5 separate regions of the Mus musculus genome follow, and all the other regions are linked to region 1. The links are chromatin contacts, called in public Hi-C and promoter capture Hi-C maps. All regions are on one chromosome and are shown on one strand. Each heading gives the region's core, a stretch centred on a gene start, on an enhancer-like site or on the middle of the called end of the contact. The rest is flanking DNA. Distances are from core to core; before and after follow the strand shown.

Region 1 (2,928 bases), core at 84-2,583:
AGCTGGCATCTTAGCTGCTTAGTAGGTATCAGCTCATTCAATCCCTCTCTTCATAGAGGAAACTGAGGCATAGAAACAGGGACACCACTAGCTCAAGGACACGGGCCTAGGCAAGGTCTAGGCTTAAATCGAGACGACTGCCTTGATCCCTGGTCCTCAGCTCTGAAGTCATAGAAACCCCAGGATGCTCTGGGCACTGCAGCTCCTGCTAATGACTCCCTGGGCCAGGGCTGGCCAGGTGCATCCCCTCCCCGCCCCTCCCCTCCCCCTACGCGTCCCCAGGCAGCCCCCACGGGGTGCCCACTGTGTACTCACAGGCTGCCTGAGTACTGGCTGCCCCCAAGGAAACCATACTTGTCCGTCTTGCGCAGGGCCATCCCATTTATCTCCGAGTCTGAACCCATGGAGCTCACATCATCCGGCAAGGACTCCAAGGTCCCTGACATGAGGCTCACGGAGTCCAAGTAGCTCAGGGTGTCTGGGGCCTGACCCCGAGGCCCCGAGATGCCAGGTCCTAGACTGGACGTGGAGCCCAGGTCTTGAAAGTTTTCAACAGGCTCCGGAGCTGGGGTCACTGTCACCACAGCCACCGGAGTCGGAGCCGGAGCCTCGCATGTCCCGGGAGGGCCTGTGACAGGCCCTGAGGGGTCCTCAGGCACCGACCCTGCTGATGCTGAGGTCGCAGCTTCATGCCCACCTGCCACCTGTCCTACTCCACCCCGTGCAGTCACTCCTGAAGCCACTGTGGTCCCCGGCTTGGGGGCAAGCGGGGGTTTGGCAGTCAGGGCTCCAGGCGCCATTCTGGAAGGTGTCCGAGTGGGGGTCCCTGGTCCTGGGACAGGAGAGGCTCGAACCTCTTCCGTCTTTTGAGTGTCTGTCCCCAAAGCCAAAGCCACCGACGTCTCGGCTCCTGTTTCTGCCGCTGGTGCGGGGAACTCTTGCGTCTTCGCGGCTTCGGGTGAGGCCTCCAGGGTCAGCATCACTACCGTGCTGCTCGTAGCTGTCGTGGGTGTAGAGGCCGAGGTCTGTGATGATCCTGGGACGCAGGCGGGCCGAGCCTCCCCGGGGGCCACCAATTCGACTGGGGCCGAAGTGGCTGTAGTCACTGGCGGTCCCGGTTCCACCACTAAGTGCGATCCGGCCCGGGAGCCCCGGGGCGGGGGCGAAGGGGCAGCGGGGGCGCCGTGGCGGCGCGGCGGGGCCACAAGGGGCGCCGGACCCGTCTCCATAGCTGCGGGCGGCCCCTCACATCCCCCCGCCGGGGAGGCCGCAGAAGGCGCCGCCCCTCAGGCCGCCCGGAGCAGCCCGCCGGGGCTGCAGAGAGGGCGAAGGGCGCGGCTCGGCGCGCGCCGGGGGCGGGGCGGGACCCGGCGGCAGGCGGCGGGCGGCGCGCGCAGGCGGGGCAAGGGTCGACGGCGCTCGCGCCGGGGTCTCCCGGCCTCTCACCCTACTCGCGCGCTCGCGCCGCCCCCTCCCAGCGAGGGGCCGGCTGCCGACGTCGCGCCTGCGCAGACGCGGAGGAGCAGCCACTGTCCCGGCGAACTACGCCTGCGCGAGGAAAGGCCCTCCCGCACCCCTCCTTTTTTTTTTTTTTTTTTTTTTTTTAATCTCCCGCCCCCTCTATAAGACCAGGACGGATAATAGGAGAGAGAAAACTGAGTTCCTGCCAATCGATGGAAGGGTGGGTGGGGTTAGAGGCGGGAAGAGGGTGGGTACTCGAGAAAGAGGAAGTGAAGAAGGCAGAGGCAGGACGAAGAAAACAAGCAATAGAAAAGAGAGATCCTGAGCATCCAGGCCAATAAACACAACTGAAGAGAGTGAGTGACCGCAGAAGGGCGGGGAATGAGGCTGGTGTTGGGCAGTAAGAGGCAGGGACTAGGAACTTGTTAGCCAATGGAAATGGTGAAAAGGGAACCAAATTAAAAAGGGGGGCTAGGCAGTCAAATTGACTGACGGTCACGTCTATTCCTGTGATGACAGCATCAGCAGTCAATAGAAAGAGCCGAAAAATTCTTAGACTTCCTGAGATGATCAGGAAGGAATGACAACCAGGGAGAGGCGGGCTTAACTTGTGATTAACTTGTTAGCCAATGACTGTCCTTCTCCACTTTGCATAAGAGTAGAAATAGATAACATTCTCTGCTTCTAGGGCCAGGGATGCTGCCAGCAGGCGGTGCCAGAGCAAGAATAGTCAGTGACAACCAGAGACAAGCGCGAGAGGAGGTGACAACTGGGGACATCACTGAGAAGAGCCTGGAGCATCGGTGCGGCTCCTAGCCAATAAGAGTGCCGCGCTGGCCTTCTTGGGTTTCCAAAAGAGCCCCTGTTCATTCAACTCCTGAGCTGCACCACAAACCCAGTGCCCTCATCAGTACTCTCTACCTCGATGTGTCTAGTTAGACTATAGTCAGTCCTCTGAAAGACTCATCTCTCAATTCCCTATTTCAGGCAGGAACTCAGACCAGGTTTCTCTAAGTTCTCATGTACAAACTCAGCTTCTCCCCCCCCCCCCACCTCCACCCCGCCGCCGCAAACACTGCAATTTCTGAAACCCATATCCTCTGAGCACTACTTCACTCTCCCGGCTTGTGGGTGGAGGTCCCATCTCAGAACCCAAATCCATGAATCCTCAATACCATGAACCCTCCTCTTTGAAGGATTCAAGAACCAAGCCGTATTGTTATCCACTTCTCTTAGTACTCATTAGCTACTAACTACAAGACCTGACGTTATGAGTTCTAACCTTCCAGATTCTTCTTTTTTTGTTTTGTTTTTTATTTATTTATTTATTTATTTATTTTCAAGACAGTGTCTCTGTGTGGCCCTGCACGTCTGTCCTGGAACTCACTCTGAAGACCATGCTGGCCTCAAACTCAGAGATCCGCCTGCCTCTGTCTCCTGAGTTCTGAGACTAAAGGCCACCGCTGA
Region 2 (2,715 bases), core at 97-2,596, 720 kb after region 1:
GGGCACAGCCCCTCCATGGCATGTTTGGATCAGCCGGCTAGGTCACAGGTGTCGCTCTCAGCTTCCAGGGCCCTCTCCACAGAGTCCAGGCTGGCTGACACCTGTTCTCATGCCTATGACTGTTCCAACTGCACCAACCTGAGCGTTACCTAGAGACACACCTGTTTCCACCCTCTCCCCATCTGCTGAGCACAGGAGAACTAGGGGTGTGATTGAACATTGCAAGGAAATTGGATTCCTCAGGTTGGGGACCTGAGCCGCTCCCCCCACCCCCCAAGCTAGCAGTAGGCAGAGAAAACACCTAGCTAGATTCTTCCTTCATTCCCTCACAATCCTGACAATGGCTACTACTCAGACTGCAGCTGAGGCGCATCTAGGCTCCAAGGGGCTTTCACTTCCCAATCTCCCGGTCTTCCTCACAGCCCTAGAAGAACAGAACTGAACAGCTTTTCAAGGCAAAGAAACTGGAGCTTTGAAAGATAAGGAGACAAGGCTACTAGATAGTTATGCTCAGACCGGAAACCAGTCTACACTGGAGCTGATCTTCTCAGAGCCACCTCCCCTACCCACACTGAGAGTCAGGCTTCGATTATGCCCGCGGACAGCTCACTGCATCTCTTTACCTCAGTTTCCTCATAAAACAAGAGCCAAGATTCCATACACTCAGAGCTGTTGGGACACTTAGTGTGGCTAAGTGCAAGCCCAGCTAGGCGACAAGTGTTCCTACAACCCGCCAGGGGACACCGAGCCGCTGTGCCCTCACTCCCCCAACTCCCGCAGAAAGCCTCACCTTCAGTCCCGTCAGCTCCTGGAGGGAAAGAAAGAGAGAGGAGTTGGCAGGGAGGCCTGAGTCCCCAGAGCCCTTCACGCCAACCGCTTCCCCATAGGGTGATTCCTTGTTTGGGGGACTAACAAGAGAAGAGGGGAAGACGGTAGGAACACGGAGATTCGCGAATTCAGTCTACACGGGGACCAGCCTGCTCTCACCGGGGCTCCTTCTCCAACCCTCCCTCCCGCGGATCCATACTTACGGATTCCCGACTGGAGCAATCCGAGAAGGAGCAGAATGGTCACAGCTTCCAGCTGCCCAAGTCCCAGGCCCACCCTTAGGGCCATGGCCTAGGACAAGGGCCCCCCGAAGGAGCCCCTAGGTAGAAAGGGAAGAACCAGAAGGCTGGTTTTGAAGGCAGGATCTAGGTGTGGGATCAGAGTGAGGAATCCCAGGATCTAGGCTGGGAAGGTGAAGCAGGCTTCTCGGCAGAAAATGGCCAGGGGGAAGACGGGACACACCTTTAGTCTCTCTGCAGTGACCAGCGTGGACCTGTTCTGCCTTACAATTTGGTCAACAGAGACCTCTCCAGGCACTTCAGGAGCCAACCACCTGTGGGCTCCTCCCTCAGCCACGCCCTCCTCCTCCTCCTCGGAAAGCAGGCTTTTTTTTTTCCTGCTTCTGGCCTCTGTGGTCCTTTCCTGGATCCTTTCGCAGTGGGTGCTTTTGATACAGGAAAACTGATCCTGGACAGTCAGAAAGCAGTCCCAGGCAGGACTGGGAACCCTAAGGGCCAGCCAAGTACCCCAGGTCTTATTGGTCACTCAGTTATCACCCCCCCTCCCCCCACTCCTAGTCCCCTCTTCCCCGACAACCTGGCCTGGTCTAGACCTTATTAAGGTAGGGCCACAGCCGCTGCTCAGCCCTTCCCATCCCTCCTCAGGCCAGGTATCTAAAACTAGCATGGGGGAATGCCCCAGGCCAAAGCCATTCGTGGCAGGCCCTCTGTAGAAACACCTTCCTGCAGGTGTTGAGCACGGCTGGCTATTGACAATCATCCGGTAAGTATTTGCTAAGTACCTATCTGTGCACCCGGCACAAGTGGCAGACTGTACCATCTATGACCTCCTTAAGATGATGATGAAGTGGGGATGTCAGACTCGAATCAAGTAACAAAAGGCAATTATTGATTAATCATTTCAAATTAGGAGCTGTGATATAGACCCAATTAGTGGGACTCTCAACTGCACAGTAGCTGCAGGGCTCGTGGAAGAACAACGCTGGGAACCAAATCCTCAGAGGGCATGGAAAGATGCCAACCAAACAACACTGGCAAAGTTAGGCCAGGTGTGGTGGCACGTGTCTTTAAAGCCAGTTGTGCTTTGTCCCACGGAGGCACAGGCAGGCAGATGTCTGTGAGTTTGAGGCTAGACTGGTCTACATAGCAAATTCTAGGATAGCCAAGGCTACATAGAGAAAAATCTCTAAAAAAAAAAAAAAAAAAAGCCGGATGTGGTGGCACACTCCTTTAATCCCAGCAGCACTCAGGAGGCAGAGGCAGGGGGATTTCTGAGTTCGAGGCCAGCCTGGTCTACAAAGTGAGTTCCAGGACAGCCAGGGCTATACCGAGAAACCCTGTCTTGGAAAAAAAAAAGAATAAATAAATAAATAAATAAAGACAAAGCCGGGGTGTTGTGAAGTAGGTAGGGTAGGAGTTCAGGGAAAGGCCTAGGGAAGGCTCGGTGGTAAAGCAATTCCCACGTGCAGGCCCATAAAAACCCAGGTTCCGATCCCTGGCTTTCTGTAAAGTGTGAGTGTGGCGGTTCACAGCTGCAACCCCAGGACAGTCCTGGGTGGGAGTCAGCAGACCCTGGGGCTTTGCTGCCCAGCCAGTCTAGGCGAACCAGCAAGGTCCAGGTTCATGAAACCCTGCCTCAAGACAGGCT
Region 3 (2,850 bases), core at 143-2,642, 620 kb before region 1:
CTTACTTGCCTGAAACAATTATGGCTACTTTGCTGCGGATGTCCCACTACCCCACCCAACGTCCCAAGGACAAGTTCTGCTTGAGCGCAAAGGCGACCAGCCTCAAGTGTTATCTGTTGTCCTTACAGACCTATTGTAAAGACCTATAATAAGCATCTGGGAAGTAGCTGAGAGTAGATCGATTAAAAATAAACACCCACAAAACAGCATTCTATGAATTATCTGTGGCAATATTCACGATGTTACGGTTAAATCCCCTTTGCCTTACTATCCTAGAACAACAAATACCACGAAAGTTGTCCAACCCCTGGTTTTACAAGAGAAAACCAAGGTCCCTCCGCCCCACTGTGCAACAGAGGCTAGACTTTTAGCTGACTTCAGAGACTCAGCAGTAAGAAATAGAGCAAAGGTGCTAAGTTCACTGAGAAAGCTGCTATGGGTGTTTTTCCTGGTCTGTGATGTCAGCCGTTTGTCCTAATTGGAAGTTAGGAGAATGAGGCTGAGAGGATAGTTGGAATGTGTCACCTCACAGTTCCAAATAAGGAGTCCTTCCCTTACCTTCCACTCGATGGCAGGGCAGCATCTTGACCATTCTTCATCAAGCCTATTCCTCTGCTATGGATTCCAGCAGCCTCTGCCCACTTCTCCCGGGTCTTTTCAACCACCTGTCATTAAGATTTGCCGTTTGAAATATGCCCTCCTGTGGTGTTCTTCCTAGATCACTCAAACAGTGAGAAAAAGGATCCTCCTACCCAAACGAGTCTCTAGAAATTCTGCAGCCTCTGTCCTTAAGGAACTCACAGTAAGCTGTGAGGACACATGACCACAGTACAAGAATAACCATAGGTGAGGGTGTGGGCATTGAGCACCAATCCAGACCTTTCATCCCCAGAAAAATCTTAATGGCGTTGAAAATGGGAACCCAGAACTTCCAGTGGCCTTATCCTCACTTCTACAGCTTCTCCCCCAAATAAATCAGGAACCACAAACCCTAGCTTCCTCTCACTGAAGGCTGTGGCTTGGAGGAGGCGGAAATGGCTGAGGTGCGAATACAAGACCTGAGTCACTCAGGCTGCACTTGCCGAATGCCCCCTCCCCCATACCCAATTCTGAGGTCTCCTGTTTCCACTTTTTTTTTCCCTTTCCCCTTTCTGGCCCGATCCTCTGCCCTTTAGTTCCAGATGTGCACCCGAGTCTGAGTCACCTGGACACTGTTAAGCCATCCCCCTGCCTGTCATGAAGTCATCCATGAGCAGGGGGGAGGTGCACAGGGCCTGGGGTGGAGATTTGTCAGGGAGAGTCAGGGGAAGAGGAAGTGTCTTGGGTGCTGGGGAGGACTTCGTGGGTGGGGACGGATGGTCATTGTGAGCTTTCTGGACACACAGAGACCTGCAGGATGGATTTTCTCCGGCTTCGTCTCCCTGGGCTACATCAGGCTTTGAGGGGAGCACTGGTGAGAGGGGCAGAGAGATACCCGAAACTTCCACCATTCCTCGTAGTCTCACCTTTCCTCTCCCTTACAGCCTCTCCTGAAGCCTGAGCTCCCTTTCCTACAGTCAGCCAGACTCCTAGCCCAGTCCTTCCTGGGTTTCAATCTCCTGCCTCTACAAGTGTACCCACTTATTCAAGCTAGGCCTTGTCGGGGTCCCTTAGCAGACGTCCAGATCCCTGATTCTTACCTGGGCTTTGTTAACAGTGTACTCCTGGGGAAGTGGTTAGACCTCCCCTGAGTGCCTTCACTCTTCTTTCTTCTCTTCTAGGACTCCTTCAGTGCGTTTGTGTCCTACCTCGTAGGAGACACAGTCCCCACAGTAGAGAGGCAGACACAGGCAGCTGAGGAACTGGGAGAGGTGACTGAGGGGAAGGTTGTAGGAGAGGAAGCCCAGGAGGTACTGGAGGGACTTAGAAGTGGCCAGAGTGAGGGGGTAGAAGCACCCGAAGAGACTAGAAGATGCCAAGAAGGAAGTTTAGCTGGTGAACAGACCTGGGGGTGGAGAGCAGATAGCTCTGCAAGGCCCCAAGCAGAAAGGCAGGACACTGGGTCCTGGAAGGCAGCTGAGGATGCCAGGGGCCAGGAGCCAAGTGTCCCACTGAAGCCTGAGGCAGAGCCTGGGACTCACAGAGACAGGAGCAGTAATACAGCCCAGGAGATCTGGGAGCACGGTGAAGAGGAAGCAAGCAGTGGGGAGCCTCTGAGAACCTGTGAACAGAAGGAAGAAGAGGAGGAGGTGGTCAGAGCAGCAGAGTCAGGGATGGCCGAGGGGGTGGAGTCACAGCCAACCTGGCACAGCGAGCCTGGGGGGAATGCTGGCACTGAGGGGCAGCATGTGACAGAGGACAGCAAAGAGATAGACTGGGTGGCCAAAGACATGGTTGCAGAAATCGAATGGTTTGGTGCCAAAGGGATTGACAAGGAAGAGGAGAGGATGGTCCCAATGAGGGATGGTGAAAGGGCAAGGGCACAGGGGACACAATGCCCCGGGGCCGAGTCTGAGGACCAGGCCATGTTGAGTAGAGAGGCCTGGACAGTCTCAGACAGGGAGGGGGCTGATAGCCTAGGAGTTCAGGGAACAGAATACGGGTCAGACCCAGGAGACAACTTCCCAGGAACTACTGGGAGAGTCTGGGTCCTAGAAGAGGCTGACAAGGGAGACCAGCAGGATGAGGTCGACGAGAAGAGAGAGGCTGAAGTTAGGTTTCCGATCCAGACCCTGGAGGCTGAGAGAACTGGAGAGATGACTGAAGGCCACATAGCTGAAGAGGAGGCTATGGGAGAACAGGAAACAGAGGGCAGCTTTGAGGATGAGGAGAGGCAAGACTTAGCCATCAGGGATAATGGAGTGAGTCTAG
Region 4 (2,846 bases), core at 92-2,591, 590 kb after region 1:
TGAGGTGGGGCTGTGGCTTACACTCCCACCTCCTGCAGCCCAACTGCTATGCGAAGGTGATCACCATTGAGTCTCAGAAAAAGATTGTCATCTACTCGAAGCAGCCCATCGGCGTGGATGAGGAGATCACCTACGACTACAAGTTCCCACTAGAAGACAACAAGATTCCGTGTCTGTGCGGCACTGAAAGTTGCCGTGGCTCCCTCAACTGAGGTGGGGCAGGACCGGTGCCCTCACCCCTATTTATTCCCCCTTGGTGCCCTAAGCTCCCAGCACCCCAGCCTTATTGGGCTCAGCAGGGCCCACTGCCCCCACCTTCACGTGGGATAGGGAGCACTGAGGCCAACAAGGGAGCCTCAGTCCTTTGAGGCATCTGCTGCCTCCCCTATGCCCCATGCCCAAACACCCTCTTAATTTTTTTTTCTTTGCGAAGAAGAAGCTGTAAATGTTTTGTAGCTGCCAGCAGCTGTTTCCTGTGGAAACCTGGGGTACCAGCCTGTATAGATGCTATTCTTGGGGGCTGCATAGCCCTTTGCTTCATGTTAATGGGGACTTCCCCTTCTGCCCTATGTGCACCCCGCCCCAGTTTAGGGGTCTCTGGGGCAGTGGCCATGTTCTCCCCCTGGGGGGGCCTTTGGCCCCTAGTCCTGGGAACTCTGTGCCTGGAACCCTGCCTCATCTGTTCCTGCCAGACCCTGTGGGTCACCCTCCCACCCTGGTGTCTCAGGGCTCTGGCTCAGTGGGCCAGGATGGTGGGGGGCAGGCCCTTCTTGTTGGGCTGGATTGTACATAATGTTAATAGTGAAACCCAACACCACATTTTTATAATTGTGATTAAACTTTATTGTACAAAAATGCTTGGTCAGTATCTTTGGGAAGAGCAGACTGGGATGCAAGTTGCCACAGTGGGTGAAGCAGGAGAGAGGGGGAATGGGTGGCTTTGAGTTTGGGGTGAATCAACCTGCAGACCGCAGTGCTGCTTTGGACCAACCACCTAGATACAACAAACATGCCAGATCTGTCTCACTATGGATGCTAGCCAGAATTATGTCAAGATCAGGTTTACCCTGCTCTCCCTCCCAGAACCATAGCTGGTGCTGGGCCTTCAGCCTACTGGGAGACCCAGCAGGAGGGACAAACATATCAGTGATGGGGGCATCCCTTCCCTACCCTATTATCCTGAAATACACTACCAAATGGGCAGGTTCTGTCCTTTGCCTGCCACTGAAGAGTGGACTGGCCACCAGGGGGCACTCTGGCAAGAAAATTCCCTCCAAACCCCCTTGCCCGCCCCTAGGGGTGGAGGCTAGGCTGGTCTCCTTCCTGGAATGGGTCAGGAGGGAGGAGCGAGCGGAAGGAAGGAAGCCTATGTACATCTAGCTGGTCCACCAGTCCAGGACACAACCTCCTCCAGTGGCCAGTTTGTGCGCCCTGGGACTTACTACAGGTAGGCAGAGCTGATACTGAGGCCCAGCTGGCCTGCCTTTTAGCCTGCGCCCTTCCAACCTCCCTATTCAACTCCTTGCTTTCTCTGCCTGTCCTTTAGTAATCTAGTCTTTTTTTTTTTTTTTTTTTTTCCCCCCACCCGCCTCAATCCCTCCCATTCTGCATCCAATTCTAGTGACTCAGCAGTTAGGGTCAGAGGGCAGGGAGCCTTAGTGCTACAGGCACAGAAAACTGCAACCCACCCCTGCTACTCAGCCTCTCCACCCACACTGCTCCCACCTAATGATCCCTTCTATGAAGAACACATGGTTGGAGCAGGTGCTACCAGGCAATTCTAGTGAGCTAAATTCTCTTCCCACAGCTGGGCATGGCAGACTCTGCACAGGTGCCAACACTGGTATACCTGGTCACAGGTGGCTGCGGCTTCCTGGGGGAACATATTGTTCGGATGCTGCTGGAACGGGAGCCCAGGCTCCGGGAGCTGCGTGTCTTTGACCTGCACCTGAGTTCTTGGCTGGAGGAGCTGAAAGCAGGTGACTGGAGTGGGGCAGTAGCAGGAGGTAGGGAGGCCCCATCCCTTCCCAGACTGGGATACCTCAGCTTATGGAAAAGATGATTCCTGTTTGTTCTCCACCAGACAGAGGGGCCGGGTGAGTCATTGGTTCATGTGGCTTCCAGGGTGTGGACAGGCCAAACTCAGCAGCTGGCTAAGGCCCCAGCTCTGACACTGCCTCGGGTCTCCACCAGGGCCTGTGCAGGTGACTGCCATCCAGGGGGATGTGACTCAGGCCCATGAGGTGGCAGCAGCCATGTCTGGATCACATGTGGTCATCCATACAGCTGGGTTGGTGGATGTGTTTGGGAAGGCCAGTCCAAAGACCATCCACAAAGTCAACGTGCAGGGTGAGCTGCTACCTACCTGTTGGCCCCTAGTGTGTGGCCTGCCTCTGACCAGTGATTTTTATGGGAGGGCCTGTCCTTTTTGATAACCTTGTCCATTTACTGCTGTCGAACCCTGTCCTGACCTGATGCGGTTCTCCTTGGACACTGGGGGGGGGGGGGGGGCAGAAGGAGTGAGAGGCGGGAAGACACAGCTTGCGTCTGTCCCTTTCCTCCATAGGCACACAGAATGTGATTGATGCTTGTGTGCAGACTGGCACTCAGTACCTGGTCTACACGAGCAGCATGGAAGTGGTGGGGCCTAACATCAAGGGCCACCCCTTCTACAGGTGAGCTCAGCCCCACTTAATCTTAGAGCCCATTTCCCTCCAGCACTCAGTCTTCTTTCTCCCCTCTCCAGGGGCAATGAAGATACCCCATATGAGGCAGTCCACAGCCATCCCTACCCATGCAGTAAAGCCCTTGCTGAGCAGCTGGTCCTCGAGGCCAATGGAAGGAAG
Region 5 (2,836 bases), core at 157-2,656, 630 kb after region 1:
GCTGTTCTGACACCTGCTGAGGGACTTTGGGGGGTGCGGGGGGGGGGGAAGCTTCTATACAATAGAAGTTCCACAGGGCACAGGACTTTGGTCTGTTGGTCCTTGATATGTCGCTAGCCCATATCAGTATCTATTCCCTAGTATGTATGTGTCCAATAAATCTATCAAGTGAATGTATTTCTGGAGGGTCAAAGCTGGGGAAATGAAGTCGGGCAGTGGTGGTGCACGCCTTTAATCCCAGCACTCCGGAGGCAGAGGCAGGCGGATTTCTGAGTTCGAGGCCAGCCTGGTCTACAGAGTGAGTTCCAGGACAGCTAGGGCTACACAGAGAAACCCTGTCTCGAAAAACAAACAAACAAACAAACAAACAAACAAACAAATCTGGGGAAATGGCACCGTGAGAGAAGCGTAAAGAAGATCAGGAAGCCACGGGCTTTAGTTTCAAATACAGGAAAGGCTACTATTCGGATCAAATCTTCTATGCAGGACTGCTATGTGGCAGCTACCGAATTTGGTGTTGGGGATTCCGTTAAAGAAAAGCAAGTCATGCTGAGACGTCAGCTGTAAGGCAGGGCTGCGGAGGTAACAGTACATTTTTCTCAGTCTGAGCTGCTCTGGAATTGTCGTGCTGCTCAGAAGGTAGCGAGCTCAGCGGGACTGCAATGCTCACTCGGGGCATAGGCCGCCCACCTGTCAGAGGCTGTGCCAGGAGGACGCGGGGGAGCAGCGGGGGGAGCGCCACCTTGGCTGAGGTCACTTCCCACCCCCAGATTCTCTGCCTACAAAACCCTGCAATTCCCTGACGCTGGAGACTCGGGTCTTATTATTTCCTGATTTCCAAGGTCTCATGATACTGACAGCCCCAAATGCAAGTCTTCACTTTGCCCACGCCCGAGGACCCAAAATTAAAACAACAAAAAAGTGAATTCTACAGAGCATCCTTAGTAGGTGGCTGAGAGTAGGCAGTGTACCCTTCCCCACCTCGAAGAAGCTGTTGGGGCACAGCTCAGACGCTGGGGTGTCGGGGACGTCGCGAGACTGAAGCCCGAGACGTCGCTGACAGGCCGGAACACATGACTGGCGGTCGGGCGTGCAGCCCGCGGAGCTGGGCCCGGCCTGTCACGTGATGAGGGGGCGCCATGGGGTGATGTGAGATACGAGGCTCTCAGACTGCGTGCAAATGACGCATTCCCAACCCTTTGGGCAACTAGATCTCGGCTCCAATATGAGATGTTCCGGTAGTGGGGGGGGGGGGAGCAGCGGGGCGGGCTCTGGACTCAGGCAGCCTCGCTTCCGTTCGGCTGCCACTGCTTCCGACCTCCGCCTTTCCCTCTAGCGAGGACGAGCCGAGCCCTCGCGCGCATGCTCGGAGTCATCCCCCGAGGGGCGGGGCGGCAGCTGCGGGAGCAGGATGGGGGGAAGAGAAGGGAATTCCAACCTGTAGAACTTTGGGGGTCCTATGATCGGGTTCTTCCCCACGACTGTGGATGGTGAAAGGGGTGGGGCCTTTGGCGGCTCCGGGGTGTACTGGAGTTCGCTGGGTGAGGGAGGGGGTGTCAAGTGTGAGAGAGGTGCAGGACTTCCAAATTTAGAACCTTGAGGCCCTTTGGGCTCGGGTCCAGGGCACTCCGACCACCATGCGCGACAGGACCCACGAGTTGAGGCAGGTGAGAAACCGGGATGGTGAGGACACCCTGGAGTGAGGAGAAGCGGGGCCGGGCGGGCGCGCTGGAGTGAGGACTCCTGGTTTTGGGTCCCGGGCGGGTGGCTGATGGCCAGGAAGGAAAATCCCGGAAGCCCATGGTTCCTGCGGGGCGAGAACCGCAGCGAGCAACTGTCGCCAATGACTCCGGCCCTGGCAGGGGGATAACATCTCAGACGATGAAGATGAGGTTCGAGTCGCGCTGGTGGTGCACTCAGGTGCTGCCCGGTTGGGCAGCCCGGACGACGAGTTCTTCCAGAAGGTAAGGGTCAGGAGAACCGAGGAGTAGGGCGGACTAGAGTGACACTTAAGTCTTCAGCCCTCTTGGTGATCCTTCCTAGGTGCAGACAATTCGGCAGACTATGGCCAAACTGGAGAGTAAAGTCCGGGAGTTGGAGAAACAGCAGGTCACCATCCTGGCCACGCCTCTTCCCGAGGAGAGTAAGCGAAACCTAGGGCTCACGCACGCCAGCCCGGTGGACTATGGGGGATGTAGTTTTATTCAGGTGATGGCCAGGATGGGTTTGGTTTTGGTTTGTGGGAGAGGCTGTGATTTAGAAGTGTTGGCTTTCTCGTTTAGGCATGAAGCAGGGCCTGCAGAACCTGCGAGAGGAGATCAAACAGCTGGGGAGAGAGGTCCGGGCGCAGCTAAAAGGTGAATGAATTTCAAGGGTCTCAGCCATATCTTTCCCTTTGATTCAGCCCAGTTGCTGGTGTATCTAGTTGTTGTATACAGTCAAGTGATAGATCCAGGTCACACAGCAGACTTGGGTCTAGGATCTCTGTCCCATGGCATCAAAGCCATGGTACTTTGCAGAGCACATTATGGCCTCTCAGATTCCTTTATTATTATTTTAAGTTTAAATTCAAAATTACTTACTGCTCTCATCCTTTCAGGCCAGTGTGTATTCTTTGGGCAAGCAGATGAGAGGTTCCTCCACGCTTGTGGGAACCCACTGGTGTAATTCAAAGAAAAACATATCTCAGAAATTCAGAATTCGCCCCCTTCTCCTCTCCCTTCTCTCTTCTCACCTACTCCTCCACCTCTTCCTCCTATATAGACCAGGATGGCCTCAAATGCACGGAGATCCATCTTTCTCTGCCTCTTGAGTGCTGAGATTAAATTAAAAGCTC

The links. Promoter capture Hi-C pulls out the DNA fragments that hold promoters and counts their contacts. Hi-C and Micro-C count contacts between places; a contact is called where the count stands out from the background. Capture Hi-C pulls out chosen DNA fragments and counts their contacts.
Region 2: a contact with region 1 is called in a promoter capture Hi-C map of liver, with 2.0 times the contacts expected there. The contact joins the promoter of Prss8 here to the promoter of Tbc1d10b in region 1. A contact is called at or near these places in 3 of 39 promoter capture datasets (hematopoietic stem and progenitor cells and liver) and 2 of 9 other capture datasets (adipose tissue and liver).
Region 3: a promoter capture Hi-C map of embryonic stem cells shows a contact between it and region 1. The contact joins the promoter of Apobr here to the promoter of Tbc1d10b in region 1. A contact is called at or near these places in 5 of 39 promoter capture datasets (cranial neural crest, embryonic stem cells, hippocampal neurons and 2 more), 1 of 484 Hi-C or Micro-C datasets (uterus), 6 of 115 datasets of contacts at active chromatin or transcription factors (bone marrow-derived macrophages, double positive thymocytes, embryonic forebrain and 2 more) and 3 of 9 other capture datasets (adipose tissue, liver and pancreatic islet).
Region 4: a contact with region 1 is called in a promoter capture Hi-C map of liver, with 2.4 times the contacts expected there. The contact joins the promoter of Hsd3b7 here to the promoter of Tbc1d10b in region 1. A contact is called at or near these places in 3 of 39 promoter capture datasets (liver and neural stem cells) and 2 of 9 other capture datasets (adipose tissue and liver).
Region 5: a Hi-C map of uterus shows a contact between it and region 1, with 4 times the contacts expected there. The contact joins the promoter of Stx4a here to the promoter of Tbc1d10b in region 1. A contact is called at or near these places in 1 of 39 promoter capture datasets (liver), 2 of 484 Hi-C or Micro-C datasets (CD4 T cells and uterus), 2 of 115 datasets of contacts at active chromatin or transcription factors (astrocytes and bone marrow-derived dendritic cells) and 1 of 9 other capture datasets (pancreatic islet).

The regions. Positions count from the first base shown.
Region 1 is chr7:127,207,135-127,210,062 of GRCm38.p6, forward strand. Tbc1d10b (TBC1 domain family, member 10b) reads right to left here and starts at 1,334. Exons shown (of 9, transcript NM_144522.5): 1 at 316-1,334. The coding sequence starts at 1,229. It also overlaps a transcript of Mylpf not described here.
Region 2 is chr7:127,928,767-127,931,481 of GRCm38.p6, forward strand. Prss8 (protease, serine 8 (prostasin)) reads right to left here and starts at 1,347. Exons shown (of 6, transcript NM_133351.3): 1 at 1,032-1,347; 2 at 791-808. The coding sequence starts at 1,116.
Region 3 is chr7:126,583,616-126,586,465 of GRCm38.p6, forward strand. Apobr (apolipoprotein B receptor) reads left to right here and starts at 1,393. Exons shown (of 4, transcript NM_138310.1): 1 at 1,393-1,453; 2 at 1,761-2,850. The coding sequence starts at 1,397. Cln3 (ceroid lipofuscinosis, neuronal 3, juvenile (Batten, Spielmeyer-Vogt disease)) reads right to left here and starts at 2,202. Exons shown (of 18, transcript NM_001146311.2): 1 at 1,680-2,202; 2 at 559-665.
Region 4 is chr7:127,799,268-127,802,113 of GRCm38.p6, forward strand. Hsd3b7 (hydroxy-delta-5-steroid dehydrogenase, 3 beta- and steroid delta-isomerase 7) reads left to right here and starts at 1,342. Exons shown (of 7, transcript NM_133943.2): 1 at 1,342-1,447; 2 at 1,808-1,979; 3 at 2,194-2,349; 4 at 2,567-2,675; 5 at 2,747-2,846. The coding sequence starts at 1,814. Setd1a (SET domain containing 1A) reads left to right here. Exons shown (of 19, transcript NM_178029.3): 19 at 39-855. The coding sequence ends at 212.
Region 5 is chr7:127,840,402-127,843,237 of GRCm38.p6, forward strand. Stx4a (syntaxin 4A (placental)) reads left to right here and starts at 1,407. Exons shown (of 11, transcript NM_009294.3): 1 at 1,407-1,667; 2 at 1,863-1,964; 3 at 2,044-2,143; 4 at 2,283-2,357. The coding sequence starts at 1,638.